2 separate regions of the Hordeum vulgare genome follow, and region 2 is linked to region 1. Evidence: chromatin contacts called from public Hi-C data. All regions are on one chromosome and are shown on one strand. Each heading gives the region's core, a stretch centred on a gene start, on an enhancer-like site or on the middle of the called end of the contact. The rest is flanking DNA. Distances are from core to core; before and after follow the strand shown. Region 1 has its middle 50 kb from the start of LOC123400401. Region 2 holds the start of LOC123444582 (B3 domain-containing protein Os05g0481400).

Region 1 (7,685 bases), core at 1,936-4,435:
CAAGAGAATATATTTTTGCCAAAAATACATTACTACAGAAAAGCTTCTCAAATAAAAAAAAGTTTTGTGAATCTAAAAAGGTTCTTGAATTCAAAAATGCTCGTGATTTCAAAATATGGTCAAAAATCGTAAAATACTAATTAATGCAAAAAACCTCACGAATTACAAAAAATGGTCGTGAATTTGACCATAGGTTCGTGAATTCCCAAAAAGGTTCGCGAGTTTGAAAAAAATTCATGAATGTCAGAAAAGTTCCGGGAATTGAAAGACTATTCGTGAGCATGAAAAGGTCAAGAAATTTTACATATGTCCAAGAATTTCCACAAAATGTTCAATAATTTCGCAAAAATAATCTTCAATTCAAAATACTTGCGGATATTAAAAATATGGTCGTGAACACAAAAATTATTCGCCAATCCAAGAATTGTTCGTGTATTTGAAAAATGTTGACCAGTTTCAAAAATGTATCACAACCTTTAAAAAGTGATCTCACAACTAAAATTTATAAAAAATAACAATAAATATACTAAATAACAAACATAAAGAGAGCACATAAAAAAACAGTCCCAAACCGGTGTGAGAAAGGCACGTCAAATACCAAATATGATCCGGCACATATACGAGCGATCGGTGCAAGTTTGCTTGAAGTCCCGACCCACGCTGTAAATAGGAAGGAAAAGTTTATTTTAAATCCTGAATTGGTAGTAGTTCGGCGAAATGAATCTCAACTTAAAATCCCGGTCGATTGTACCCTGAACTATACAATTTCGGTCTAAATCAAACCTTCGGGTCATTTTTCAAACAGGATTGTCAGACCTGGCACAGGATGACCGGGATTGGACCGGCCCAGTTCACCCAAGCACGTTTTGCATGTTGTTGATTTAGTTTTTTTCGTTTTTTTCTTTTTTGGTTCTTTTTTCGTTTCATTTTTCTTTTTTCCTTTTTCTTTTCTTGTTCTTTTTCCTTCTTTTTTTGATTCTTTTTTCTTTCATTTAAATTTATCTTTTTTTCTTTTCTGGTTTTTTCCTTTCGTTTTTATTTTTCTTGTTTGTTTCTATTTCTATTTATTATTTTCTTTTTACTGCTTATTTTTTCCTTTTCCTTTTCTGTTTCTATTTCTATTTACATTTATTCTTTTCTTTTTATGATTTCCTTTTTTTTCTATTTCTATTTATTCTTTTCTTTTTATAATCTGGATTTGCACAACAGTGAAAGGGCATGTACATCGTATGTATGTTCAAGCCCAACGAATCAGTGAATAGATGTGTGTGTGTTAGTGATTTTTTTCATCAAGAGATGAGAACGATTAGCAGCAAGTTATGCATAGGTATAAAATGGACTTTTCCCCTATAGCGGTGGTGAGTAGTAGTAGTAATTTACAGGTCGCGAGCTAGCGTGGCCGGCTGTGCCGGACCGGACCGGCGTACGCGCCACCGGACCGGGGCTAGTGCGGTGCCGCCGGACAAAGTTCCCCCCTTTTGTCTTTGAATCTTCGCTTCAGCGGTCTTCAAATTTTGCTCTCCTTTTTTCATCTCATGCTACAGATTGATGGACTGGCCCAATCGTGGTGTATGTCCTCCGCCGCCGCCGCTCCAACGGAGATGGACATGGCCACCGCGCACAGGCTCTTCTACAGCAAGCCCTGAGCCGCGGCCGACCCCGGCGGCGAGAGGAGGACGACGACGATAAAAACGTTGTACCTGCCTTACCCGTCGGCCATCGTCGGCTTCTTCGCCACAGCGCATGCGCTGCGCCCCTAGCACCACTTGTACTAGCCATCCCATCACATCCCCTGCCACGATGAACCAAATCAGATTAAATTAGTTCGTTAATTTGTGTGAGATGGGATGCTGCGACTCATCAGATTCGGTAAAAAAACCGTTGCTTCTCGTAATCTCGTTGGTGTAAATGTAAATATAAAAGTGGATCCCGCGCTCTTTCTTGACCCCGAAATCGTCAAACTCGCCGTTGCATTTTCGTGTCAACTCAACTCTACAGCGTCCGAACTGATCCTGTCTTGCAAACCACTGCAGTTTATTATTATTTTCGCACTGAATTTTTTATTTTTAAACAAAAAACTAAAGCGGGCCGGCCCATTAGATGAATCCCGGTTGAAATTTACTAGTGTTTGATTTAGATCGGAATTGCATAGTTCAGTGTACAATCGACCGGGATTTTAAGTTGAGGTTCATTTCGTCATACCTCTATCAATTCAGGACTTAAAATAAACTTTTTCCAAATAGGAACTCCTCGGATGACTAGTTCTCCTGTTTGGCACCTGTGAACAATTTAAAGGACAATCGGTAAAAGGCGTGCGCACCCTCTCGCTTCATAAGTTTGATTGGTCCGGGCCACAAACTAAAGTACACTGAATCTCAGGTTCGGAAAGCTTTCAGAAGATTGCAATGCAATTTCTTAGAAGCTTTCCGTGGTTGTTTTTTGGGTTTTCTGTATGGTTATTAGTAGTTTTTTTTCTTGTTCATTTTGTTTTTCAACAAGCATGAACTTTTTAAACATTTGGCACCTTCTTCAAATTTTTCATTTAAATTTTTTTGACACTTTCTTTCTTCCATGATTGATTGCGAATAGGTCGGAAGTTCGTCCCAAAAAAAATCTTTATATGTTCATGTGGCTTTCAGAAAATGTTCAAGTATCCATCCAAAAAATAGAAACACAATAAACATATAATAGAAGAAAGAAGATAAGATAACAAGAAAAGGAAAAAGGAAATAGAAGATAAACATATAATAGACTCATCAAAATGGGTTGGTCCAGACACACAATTACTCGATATTCTGACACATCAGCCTTGAATACGCTTTTTTCATTGTCGCTTGCACGTTAAACGGTTCATGAACTCAAAAACTATTCATGAATTCAAAAAACATGGGTTTGAAAAATGTTGATGAATTTCAAAAATTGATTACAAGATTTCAAAATTGTTAAGAAAATTTGAAAGTATGTAAAAATGGAAATAATAGAAATAAATATAAAATTGAACAAAAGAAAGAAACCATAGAAAAAACATTAGAAAATCGATGTGAGAAGGGCAAGTGAAATACCAAATATGACTCGACCCATATGGAAGCGATCGGTGCGTGTGTTTGCTTGCTATATATCCGACCCGTGCAGTAAAGAGGAATTGCGTGGGTGCCTAGTCCATCTATTAGGTGCTCGTTGCAGTATTTAAAGGCAATCGATAAAAGAGACCACACCCACTCACCTTTCTTGAGTTTGAATGCTCCGGCCCATGAACTGAAGCACGCGGGAACACTGTTTCGTAAAGCTTCCATAAGCTAAGCCAATTTTCAGAAGCTTCCGTTGTTTTTTTTCCTAAATTATTTAAAGTGCAGTTGCACTTTTCATGGCTTCCATGTGCACACCAATGCGAGTCGTTGGATTCAAATCGCGCATCGCAGGTGTCACCTGGTCGGGAATCGTCACGTGCGGCGCGATCGGGAATCGTCACGTGCGGCGCGGTCGGAGGTGCCACACGGTCGGCCGGCAGTCCCATCGCTCCCTCCCCCCCCCCCCCCCCGGGTTGAACCCCTCACCCAATCAGAGCGAGAACAGTTCGCATTTTGAAACTGTTGTCGCCTCTCTCTTCTTCTCCTCGAATCCAGCGACCAAATCGTTTTCCTCGACTAAATCGGTGGTGCTCCGGAGTGATTCCCCGTCACGAAGGAGAGAGGTGAGGAAGGAGAGAGGCGAGGTAGGCATGGGAGTCGACACGCAGCTGCAGGCGTTCGTTGGCGATGGCGTGATGAGTGTCTTCCCAAATCAACGGGTAAGCACGAGCGGCGGACGAGGCGAGGTGCTGGCATTCGTAGACGACGGCGTGGTGAGCGTGGGGGAGGATTGTGTGCAGGCCGTGGCTACCAACATGCTGCTATCCGTGGCGGCACATCTCTTGAAGCGGCAGCTCGAAATCCTACATATTTGGCATTCATGTGATCATGTGGATTTGTAGCAGTGCTCATTACTCAAATTATTCTATGTTCTGCGGGACGAGGCATCGGGATTGTGCTAGGGGTTGGCGATTATGTTGATGCTTTCATGGATCTCGGGAAGTATATGCTTCGTGTGGTGAGAGATTAGGGTGAGGAGGGTGGGTGGCACGGGGTATGGGGGGAAGAGACACGGTTCTGAATCCCCCCCCCAATTTTTGGTCACGAGTTGTCTGGATTTGCACTCGCGTATTGCTTGTAGTTTGCATTGGAGTTGCCAGATCTGTGAATATGTTTTTTCCACACAATTGTCTTTAGTTTATGTTTTAGCAATTTAGTCATGTGAATATGTTTTAACTTTGGCCATATATCTGTGGTTCTAGGCCCCAGTTTGTCATAAGTTGCTTGGATTTGCATGGGCGTATTGCTTTTAGCTTGCATAGTTGTTGCCAGATCTGCAAATATGCTTTTGCCACACTATGGTTTGTAGTTTCTGTTTTAGTAACAATACATATGGTCCTTTATACGTGTGATTCTGGAGTAACGTTTTTCACAGTTTTAGTTATGTAGCATTAGGTGCGAGACTAACCCGTGCTCCTACTGAGTAATATTGCTCAAGGTTTGTCAATAAATTGCGTGGTATGGTGTAGGGTTTTGCCTAACATTTAGTTTTAACTACGTACTGTTGGAATTATGCCCTAGAGGCAATAATAAATGTATAGTTATTATTATAATTCCTGTATCAAGATAATAGTTTATTATCCATGCTATAATTGTATTGAATGAAGACTCATTTACATGTGTGGATACATAGACAAAACACCGTCCCTAGCATGCCTCTAGTTGGCTAGCCAGTTGATCAATGATAGTCAGTGTCTTCTGATTATGAACAAGGTGTTGTTGCTTGATAACTGGATCACGTCATTGGGAGAATCATGTGATGGACTAGACCCAAACTAATAGACGTAGCATGTTGATCGTGTCATTTTGTTGCTACTGTTTTCTGCGTGTCAAGTATTTATTCCTATGACCATGAGATCATATAACTCACTGACACCGGATGAATGCTTTGTGTGTATCAAACGTCGCAACGTAACTGGGTGACTATAAAGATACTCTACAGGTATCTCCGAAGGTGTTAGTTGAGTTAGTATGGATCAAGACTGGGATTTGTCACTCCGTGTGACGGAGAGGTATCTCGGGGCCCACTCGGTAATGCAACATCACACACAAGCCTTGCAAGCAATGTAACTTAGTGTAAGTTGCGGGATCTTGTATTACGGAACGAGTAAAGAGACTTGCCGGTAAACGAGATTGAAATAGGTATGCGGATACTGACGATCGAATCTCGGGCAAGTAACATACCGAAGGACAAAGGGAATGACATACGGGATTATACGAATCCTTGGCACTGAGGTTCAAACGATAAGATCTTCGTAGAATATGTAGGATCCAATATGGGCATCCAGGTCCCGCTATTGGATATTGACCGAGGAGTCTCTCGGGTCATGTCTACATAGTTCTCGAACCCGCAGGGTCTGCACACTTAAGGTTCGACGTTGTTTTATGCGTATTTGAGTTATATGGTTGGTTACCGAATGTTGTTCGGAGTCCCGGATGAGATCACGGACGTCACGAGGGTTTCCGGAATGGTCCGGAAACGAAGATTGATATATAGGATGACCTCATTTGATTACCGGAAGGTTTTCGGAGTTACCGGGAATGACGAATGGGTTCCGGGAGTTCACCGGGGGGGGGGGGGGCAACCCACCCCGGGGAAGCCCATAGGCATTTGGGGAGCCACACCAGCCCTTAGTGGGCTGGTGGGACAGCCCACAAGTGCCCAATGCGCCAAGAGAAGAAAAATCAAGAGGAAAGAAAAAAAAAGGAAGGAGGTGGGAAGGAAGGGGGACTCCTCCCACCAAACCAAGTCCAACTCGGTTTGGGGGGGGAGTCCTCCCCCCCTTGTCTCGGCCGACTCCTTGGGGGTCCTTGGACCCCAAGGCAAGGCCCCCTCCCTCCTCCTATATATATGGAGCAATTAGGGCTGATTTGAGACGACTTTCTCACGGCTGCCCGACCACATACCTCCACGGTTTTTCCTCTAGATCGCGTTTCTGCGGAGCTCGGGCGGAGCCCTGCTGAGACAAGATCATCACCAACCTCCGGAGCGCCGTCACGCTGCCGGAGAACTCTTCTACCTCTCCGTCTCTCTTGCTGGATCAAGAAGGCCGAGATCATCGTCGAGCTGTACGTGTGCTGAACGCGGAGGTGCCGTCCGTTCGGTACTAGATCATGGGACTGATCGCGGGATTGTTCGCGGGGCGGATCGAGGGACGTGAGGACGTTCCACTACATCAACCGCGTTCTCTAACGCTTCTGCTGTACGGTCTACAAGGGTACGTAGATCACTCATCCCCTCTCGTAGATGGACATCACCATGATAGGTCTTCGTGCGCGTAGGAAATTTTTTGTTTCCCATGCGACGTTCCCCAACAGTGGTATCAGAGCTAGGTTCATGCGTAGATGTCTTCTCGAGTAGAACACAAAAGGTTTTGTGGGCGGTGATGTGCGCTTTGCTGCCCTCCTTAGTCTTTTCTTGATTCCGCGGTATTGTTGGATTGAAGCGGCTTGGACCGACATTACTCGTACGCTTACGAGAGACTGGTTTCATCGTTACGAGTAACCCCCTTTGCTCAAAGATGACTAGCAAGTGACGGTTTCTCCAACTTTAGTTGAATCGGATTTGACCGAGGAGGTCCTTGGATGAGGTTAAATAACAACTCATATATCTCCGTTGTGGTGTTTGTGTAAGTAAGATGCGATCCTACTAGATACCCTTGGTCACCACGTAAAACATGCAACAACAAAATTAGAGGACGTCTAACTTGTTTTTGCAGGGTATGATTGTGATGTGATATGGCCAATGATGTGATGTGATATATTGGATGTATGAGATGATCATGTTGTAATAGAAATATCGACTTGCACGTCGATGGTACGGCAACCGGCAGGAGCCATAGGGTTGTCTTTATACTAACGTTTGTGCTTGCAGATGCGTTTACTATTTTTCTAGGATGTAGCTTTAGTAGTAATAGCATAAGTAGCACGACAACCCCGATGGAAACACGTTGATGGATGATCATGGTGTGGCGCCGGTGACAAGAAGATCGTGCCGGTGCTTTGGTGATGGAGATCAAGAAGCACGTGATGATGGCCATATCATGTCACTTATGAATTGCATGTGATGTTAATCCTTTTATGCACCTTATTTTGCTTAGAACGACGGTAGCATTATGAGGTGATCTCTCACTAAAATTTCAAGACGAAATTGTGTTCTCCCCGACTGTGCACCGTTGCTACAGTTCGTCGTTTCGAGACACCACGTGATGATCGGGTGTGATAGACTCAACGTTCACATACAACGGGTGCAAAACAGTTGCGCACGCGGAACACTCGGGTTAAGCTTGACGAGCCTAGCATGTGCAGACATGGCCTCGGAACACATGAGACCGAAAGGTCGATCATGAATCATATAGTTGATATGATTAGCATAGGGATGCTTACCACTGAAACTATACTCAACTCACGTGATGATCGGACTTGGGATAGTGTAAGTGGATCATGAACCACTCAAATGACTAGAGAGATGTATTTTTTGAGTGGGAGTTTAGCATATAATTTGATTAAGTTGAACTCTAATTATCTTGAACATAGTCTAAGTCCACTTTGAATATA
Region 2 (7,685 bases), core at 3,819-6,318, 560 kb after region 1:
CATCAGAAGAGGAATCCAAGGCATTAATGGCGACTATGCTACATATTATGCTATGAAGATAATTATGCAAAATACTTGCATATTTTGGTGATTACCTTCCATGAGTACACAACTTATGAGATGTGATCTTAGCAACGAATTAAATTTCGTGCACAACTGAGAGGTTTATGCCACTTCGTGGGAATTACCTTCATGTGTTTTAAATAACATAAGGTTGTGAAGGCTATGATTGATTGCAACTATCCATAAGAGTGAGGCACTACTAGGTGGTTGATTACCTCTATGTGTTTTATGGAAATTAAAGGTTTGTCCTTTATGAGATGACTACATTTAATTTGAAGATCTACACCACATAATGGTGATTATCTTCATGTGGAAGGTCTTAATTACCCTATGAGTCACTAAGAATCACCATGATAGTGATTATGCTTAGCCATAGCATTTTCATTGTACTTAATTTACTGAAGGTAAATTAATGCATGAGCATTTCATGCAATATATGACAGACCTTTTTCGAAAGGAAATGTGATGTGATGACATAAGGTGGAAGTAACTATTGAAAATGGGTCATTGACATTAATGATTTTGTCGACCCGTGGCCTTGTCACCATAGAAATTCCACTTGTAGAGAATGTCATGGATATCTTATAAATGCCTGAAATGTGCAAATTTGCATTTATGTGACATCCCAATGTCTTGGTTCTCAACCCAACTATTTAATGAATGATGAATATCCATTTGTCCTTTTGGTACCACCTTAAGGAGAGATATGTTCCCATAAGCATCACTCGAATGAGTATTCATTTGTATTAAGGACTTCAAGTCCATTGATGCTTATAATTCTGTTGTCTATAAATCAACACTAGGTTGAGGATATGTGATAAGGAAGTCTCAGATCTTGATCTGATTGTGTGTCCTTACTGCACTTTACATTCTCCTATGATGGTAAAAGAAATACCATCTTCATTTCACGGTAAACATATGATGACCTTCTTGTGAAGAATCATCCGGTACACCCCAATGGGTGCTATATCATTACCTGAAATTTGTGCTAGTGCTTTCCGTACTAAGCAATATGTGGTTAGAGAACCACGAGGAGTTGAAAGTAAAGTAGAAAAAAAGAGACAAGCAGAAATGGAGTGTATATCTCACAAAGGAATGTGTCATCTAAATAAATGATCACAATGACAACTCCCAAGTTTGTCAAAGAGGTGGTTGCATGAAATATCATACTAATGATTACAAAACTTTTATGTTTTTGGTTGAATCATGTCATCGACTCACTGGAGAAGGCGAATGAGTTTAATGGGATAAGTTTGAAGTTCTACTTCAAATGGACAACCAGAAAATATTCTCGTGCAGTAGAAGGAGAATACACTCTTCTACATTGATGATATGCTTGTGGAATGACATTCCCAAGATATTTTGGAGATCTTACGTAGTCTCCTAGTTATCCCAATATATCATTAGCATATAATTGTACTACTACAGGTGGTATAATTTGCAACATCTTGTCCACGAGACATGATAGTTGTGACAAATTGAGTGTATGAATCAGTTCATACTCAATATTGTTGCGTACACAATGATTTTTCCTCCTTTATCAGTTTGGTATGAGGACGATTAGAAAAATTATTGATAATTCAATTGGCCACAACAAAGTTGCAATATTCCCGACAATCGTAAGATTTTATGTGCACTGCATGTGCCATAGTGGAGTTAGTTTTAAGGCACTCTCACCTTAAAATTTGAATGGGCCACTCGGTATTCTTGAACGGATTCAAGAATGATGCAAAATATTCAACCATTGGTTGGGTTATTTTGGTACTTCATGGTATTCATAGACACATCTAGAAGATGGTCTTAGGTGTGTATCATCCACACAAAACCATGTGTTTACTGAATTAAGTGCTTAAATTGACGAATTTGGAGCAAATGATTATATGCATGTGATAATTCCATTGGAATGGAAATGTCATTGAATTTGATTCATGAGAAATCCATGGTCATATTCAGTACATCGTGTACCTACTCAGAATGGTGTGGCTAGCTAGATCTCTTGTCAAAGAGAGTCAAGTTGCATGGGCATTGCTACAGAATTGTGATGATCCAACATTTTGTTGTTGGTAACATGGGTCTCACATGCCACATATTTGGTCTATATGAGATCAAATGCATTTAATACAGTATCCCCTTACGGTCTGTACGTGGAAATCAATGAAGTATTTCCCATCTGTGATAATTCGGTTGGACACCGATATCACCACCCCAGCGTACATTACGGCCTTCACATATATTTGGGATCTATGTGAGGAATAACTATGGTATGATTGTTAATTCGTCAAATACCTTAACCCTGGCGAGGGAGTTATTTGTAGCTCGTACGCTGACTGCTTTTGCAATAAGGACATTTTCTGGCATTAGGGGGAGAAATGTACCACATAGAATGCCAAGAAATGCAAAAGAAATGTCATAGACATTTTGTCCACGTACTTCAGAATTTGAACTAAAGATTCAGATTATGAGAATTTGCAACATATTTTAAATAAACTGCCATATACATTTACTGATGACAAAGGTGTCACTGAATTTTCGTACCAGAACGAGTGGAGGTACCTAATAACCATTCGTATCCCCAAATGAGAGCAAGAGGGGGAGAATTCTGGTCACATGGGATTAAGTTCTCATATGTTTCCGCGAAAATAGAGGAAACAGTCTCCTCGGTCAGTAAATGTGATTCAACCTCGCGTTGAATGACACCTATGGATGCGCGTCATCCATATCCCAACACCGATGTGCACACATTTTTTATGGTGTTGGGACATCGAAACATCTTGACTCCGTTGTTGTGGGAAATCACAAGGAGTTAAGAGGCATAATGAGAATTCCACTAATGATATTGATTCATGAGAATCGTATATTGAAGTCTACATATGTCGACATAAATTTCTTCTTGAGAATTGCAGAAATCCTTTTGGGCCCTGAACCAAAATCCATGGAAAGTGTTGTTGACACTTATATTGGTTCAAATGAAAGGAAGTAATTAAGAAAAGTAGCACTCGCTCATCAAAAGAGAGGTGTTTACCATAGTAAAACCTGCTCCTCATAAGTATCTTCCGTAGTGAAGAGAAGTGATTTTTCGTTCAGAAACGAAATAGATGAGGTGGTGAGAAAGCGAAACTTGTAGCACATGGGTTTCCGCAGAGACCCGACATCAGTTATGATGTAGCATACCTTCTAGGTATGAGTGCAATTATGTTTCGATACTGAATTGGCAGTACAAATCCATACCGTTGATGTATGTAATGACTACATACTCACATGGATAATTCAGTTCGGATATATATATTGAAGTCGTTTAAATGGCTTAATATTCCGAATCCAATGATAAATCACAACATGTGTGTGAAGCTTCAGAAGTCATTCTTTGACTCTAAATTTGGTCGAAGAGTCGTGTGGTACAACCGACTAAGTGAGTTACTCCTTGACAAGGATTACTCTAATTCGGATGATTGTTGATGTGTATTCATGAAGATATCATGAATTGGATTTACATCTTATTATTGATGTGGATGATCTTACCATCAATGTCTATACAAGACATATTAAATACACACAATCATTTTGACACGGATATTTGGGTCAAGCCAAATGATGCTAAGTTTATAGCTTTAGCAAAATCCCCCGGGAATAAATGTATGTCAGTCTTTATATATCTGGAAATATTGAAAACGTTCAATATTGATATATCTTATCAAAGACACATATGGTCATATTATACCTGACACGGGACACAAGTCCATGTGAGATGGTGAAGTGATAATGGACATGAAGTTCCACATCTGAGTACCATCGGAGCACTCATGTATATTGCAAAGTAAGTCAGTCCTGACACTATTTTTTTGGCAATTTATTGAGAGTGCAATCCCCAATAAAAGGTATAATGGTTGGTGTAAGAAATATCTTCGGATATGTCCAAGACACAAACAGTCTTGATTAATTCCATTGAGATAATTAAGATGGGACCATGGTGTGATATCCTGATAGTGGCTGATAATCCGATCCCAACAATGCCATATCAAAAACTGGATTTAATGGAAGAGTATTCTGAGTGAAGCCTTCAGAATAGACTCTAAATGAGTCCTTCCTATAATCATTCGGCAATAACTATGTTTGAAGCATGACAAGATATACATGAGATTCATTGGAATCAAAGATCATTATCTACCAAGATAATATCACTTGTATTGCTTATGGGTTATATTTATCCTCGTGGATTACAGAAATGTAAGAGAATAATCTGCAAACAAATTATTGTGAGATTCACAATGTCTCTACCAACGTTTATATTCCAGAATCGCATTCGTGGAATTGGTATGAGACAACATTGATGTTTGCAAAATTCAGGGGAAGTAAAATCCCATGTTATAACCTGTTGGTGATCTTCGGATCATTCATATTGTACTCTTTTTCCCTTTATGAGTTTTCCAAGATGGTTTCTCATATAAGGTTTTTAACGAGATAATATAAATACAAGTGCGGATGTATGCCATATTGGTTTCTCCTTATATTTTTTCCACTGGGTTTTAAAGGAGTTTTCGATGGCATATTATTATAAGGTTTCTCCTCAATTTTTCCCACAAGATTTTTGAAGAAGTTTTCAGTTTTCAATATACAGATGATGAATTGATCAAGGGGGAGTGTTGAGAAATAAAACATGTGATCAATTGTATGGGAGGGATGCCTTCCAGGAGGTGTCTGTTGGGGAAAATGTGTCTTCTCAACACATCCCTTCATCTTGTATATAAGTGGGTCTCCCACATTGCAATAAAACTAGTGGATCATTTGGACTCTATGTCTCTTTGCATTCATTCTACAATCGATACACCGTGGTAGGAACACATGGGCCCACCCGACAGTCGCACGGCGATGGACACCAGCCGTCGCCGTCGCCGTTGCCGTAGGACGCATCGGTCGGATCGGATTCCGTTCCGTTCAAATTCAAAATTCCCTAGCCGGTGGCCGTGTGCGTCTCACAAAGGCCGGCCACTCCCTCTCTCTCCAAAAGGCCACGGAAAGACTTTGACCCTCCCCTTTGACCCGCGTCTCGCCCTCCGCGTAGGCACACACGAGAGAGGAAAAGGCGCGGCCGCCCATGGCGACGACGGAGGCGGGCAGCGCCGGCGCGGGCGCCGCCTACGAGGAGGAGCGCCGGAAGCGGATCCTCGACAACCTCAAGCACCTCGAGGTAGGCATTGGTACTCTCTCGCTCGGAAACGCCCAGCGAACCAGCACCAACCAATCCCCTTCCCTCCCCCCCTTTTCTTACGCGCAGTAGCAGATGCGCGAAAGATGAGGCATTTCGCGACGATGCTCGCTGCCGATTTGCCTCTGGATTCTTCGCCCTGGCCGGCTTGGGATTTTCTTTTAAAGAAAAAAAAACTAATTTCTTTGCCTCTTTCCCCCCTTTCCGCAGGATTTGGGAATATCCAAGATGGCCAAGAGTTTGATCCAGGCCACGAGACAGCCGGACAAGGTGCGCGCATCGCAGCAACTGTACTTTCAATCCGGGATCCAGTGTGTGTGTTAGGGGGTTTGAATCTGTGCGGTTGCCATCGGTTGATTCGATGTCCTTGTTTCTGCAGAGCGCTCGCGCCAGCCCAAAGCCCAGGAAGAAGTTCGATGCTAGCACTGAAGTCAGGCGCTCCTCCAGGGCCAGGACCACTGTCTCCTACAAGGATGATGTGAGTTCTCTTTAGGCTGTCCGCTTCGTGAGATTTGTTTACTTTCATTTCTGAAAATTGACAAAAATAATAATTGTACCCTACTTTGTTTGAAGGAGCGTATTATTGAATTCATGCTCCAACCAACTTATCTAAAAAATCAAACTGATGGAGAAAGAAAGACAATATGTTTCAACACTCCTCTTACGTCTAGGTTATTTTAGTCCTTAGACGTGGGATCGATGTACACCGCATAATCTTTTTGTTTTAATACTGTGTTGGTAGGGTCTTGAGCTCAAGACCTCTTTGCTTTGATACTAGTATATTAAATTCATGCTTCAACCAACTCATCCAAAAGTTCGAATTGATGAAGGAAGACGGGCAATATATTTCAACGCGTATATGCTTGTGAAAGTTGTTTCTGCCATTCTTGCAATCTGATGCATCGGTTGGGATGGGGTTTGTAATTGTATATCATCGGGGTCGCACTCCTTGGAAGCTCCGCTCTCGGGAGGGTCCAGAAAAAACGCATCTGACCCCATGTCGTCCCTAGGGCGGCTCGGGGGATCCATACCTGCTCCGCTGAGCGAAGCCCGCGCCGGAGGACAGCGGCGGCGGGGCTCTCCACGCGTGCGATTGCCTTAGCTTGTGGTGTGAGCCCGTGGTGGTGGGAGGCTCGTCCTCGGCGTCTTCGGCCGGCGTGGTGGCTGTCCGGCTTGGCGTCCTTGTCCTCTCGTGGGTGATGGTCTGCCGGCTGCTTGTGGCTGCCTCGACGCGATGGCGTCCCAAGGTGTCAGATCTGGCCACGGGGGGCTCGGCCCGATCTGGCCTGTCGTCTTCGGCCGACGGTGAGGTTGGTGGTCCTGGATGGTGATGGCGCTGTTGCCGCGTAGGAGGTGCTTGGGCCAGTTGGTTCGCAGGCCGGTGACGTTGGGGTTTCTCGTCTTCATCCGACAACGTGAGGGTGCGGAGGTACGGTGGCACCGAGCGAAAGCCAATGGCACGGCGTCTACGGATGTCGCTCTCCTCCCGGGGGCTGTCTTGGAGCTCTTTGGCCTCTTTCGCTCTCGGGTCACTTTCTTCGGGTGAAAGCCTAGGTCCTGCGGTGCAGGGATGGACGATGGCGTCGATTCACGCCGCTTCCCCTCCTGAGGGCGTCGTCTTGAAGATCATGATTTCCTGCGTCCTTTCCTGGTGCCGGACTTGCGCCGGCGTTGCGAGAGTTGCTGACTGAAGGGGCCCAGAGGTGGAGCGGTGCTACTTCTTACGCATTGACGACGTCGGATATCGGCGGCGTGGCGTTGTGGCGTCTCAGTGTCCGGTGCATGTAGACGGACTAGCGCGGGAGGATGGCGTTGTCTGCCGTCGTGGTGACGTTGACGGCAGGCCGGGCAAGGTCGATGCTTCAGTAACTGCTCTGAAGATGTTTCGGTGGAAGATGGCGGCGGCCGCCTTTGAGAGTGTGCCGAACCGGTGTGTGACCCAGACCCGACAATGTGGCTTGGTTGGGGCCTGCGGTTTTAGATGTTAGGCTTTGCTGTGAGGTCTGTTTGGTATTCGGCTCGGACTATTGGCACTCCTTCATCAAGTGGATAGGAGTAGCGACAAATGTTGTCAAGATGGTGGTTTCAGACTTACTGATATACTCCGTATTACTTTGTAAGGTTTTGTGAATAATTAATAAATTGGCTGCATGCATCGTCCAGGTGCAGAGGCCGGGGGTCTTCCTCCTTTTCTTAAAAAAAAAAACGTGTCTGCTACCGCAGTCATTATTGAAATACACGTGCTATATGAAGTTATATATTGATGTTCTGTTTCTAAATCTGTAGACAACAGCTGCAAATTCGAAAAAGATAAGTTTTTGCCAACTCCGAAGTTCATGGCAACCTGAAATGAGTAGTTTACAAAATGGTTCCTCACTGCGTTGATTTGTCTCCAGATGCTGTTTTAACTTTGTTTGGT

What was found. Hi-C and Micro-C count contacts between places; a contact is called where the count stands out from the background.
Region 2: a Hi-C map of leaf shows a contact between it and region 1, with 5 times the contacts expected there. The contact joins the promoter of LOC123444582 here to the enhancer-like site in region 1. A contact is called at or near these places in 3 of 6 Hi-C or Micro-C datasets (leaf and seedling).

What each region holds. Positions count from the first base shown.
Region 1 is chr1H:451,688,921-451,696,605 of MorexV3_pseudomolecules_assembly, forward strand. No RefSeq gene overlaps it. Among protein-coding and RNA genes, the nearest start is that of LOC123400401, 50 kb to the right of the region's middle. Within about 2 kb of position 3,186, at least 1 of the 3 cell types and tissues checked has open chromatin away from gene starts, as enhancers often do. A contact at or near this core is called in leaf, where this site is marked.
Region 2 is chr1H:452,245,504-452,253,188 of MorexV3_pseudomolecules_assembly, forward strand. It overlaps LOC123444582 (B3 domain-containing protein Os05g0481400), which reads left to right and starts at 5,069. Exons shown (of 7, transcript XM_045121362.1): 1 at 5,069-5,248; 2 at 5,477-5,536; 3 at 5,646-5,744. The coding sequence starts at 5,156.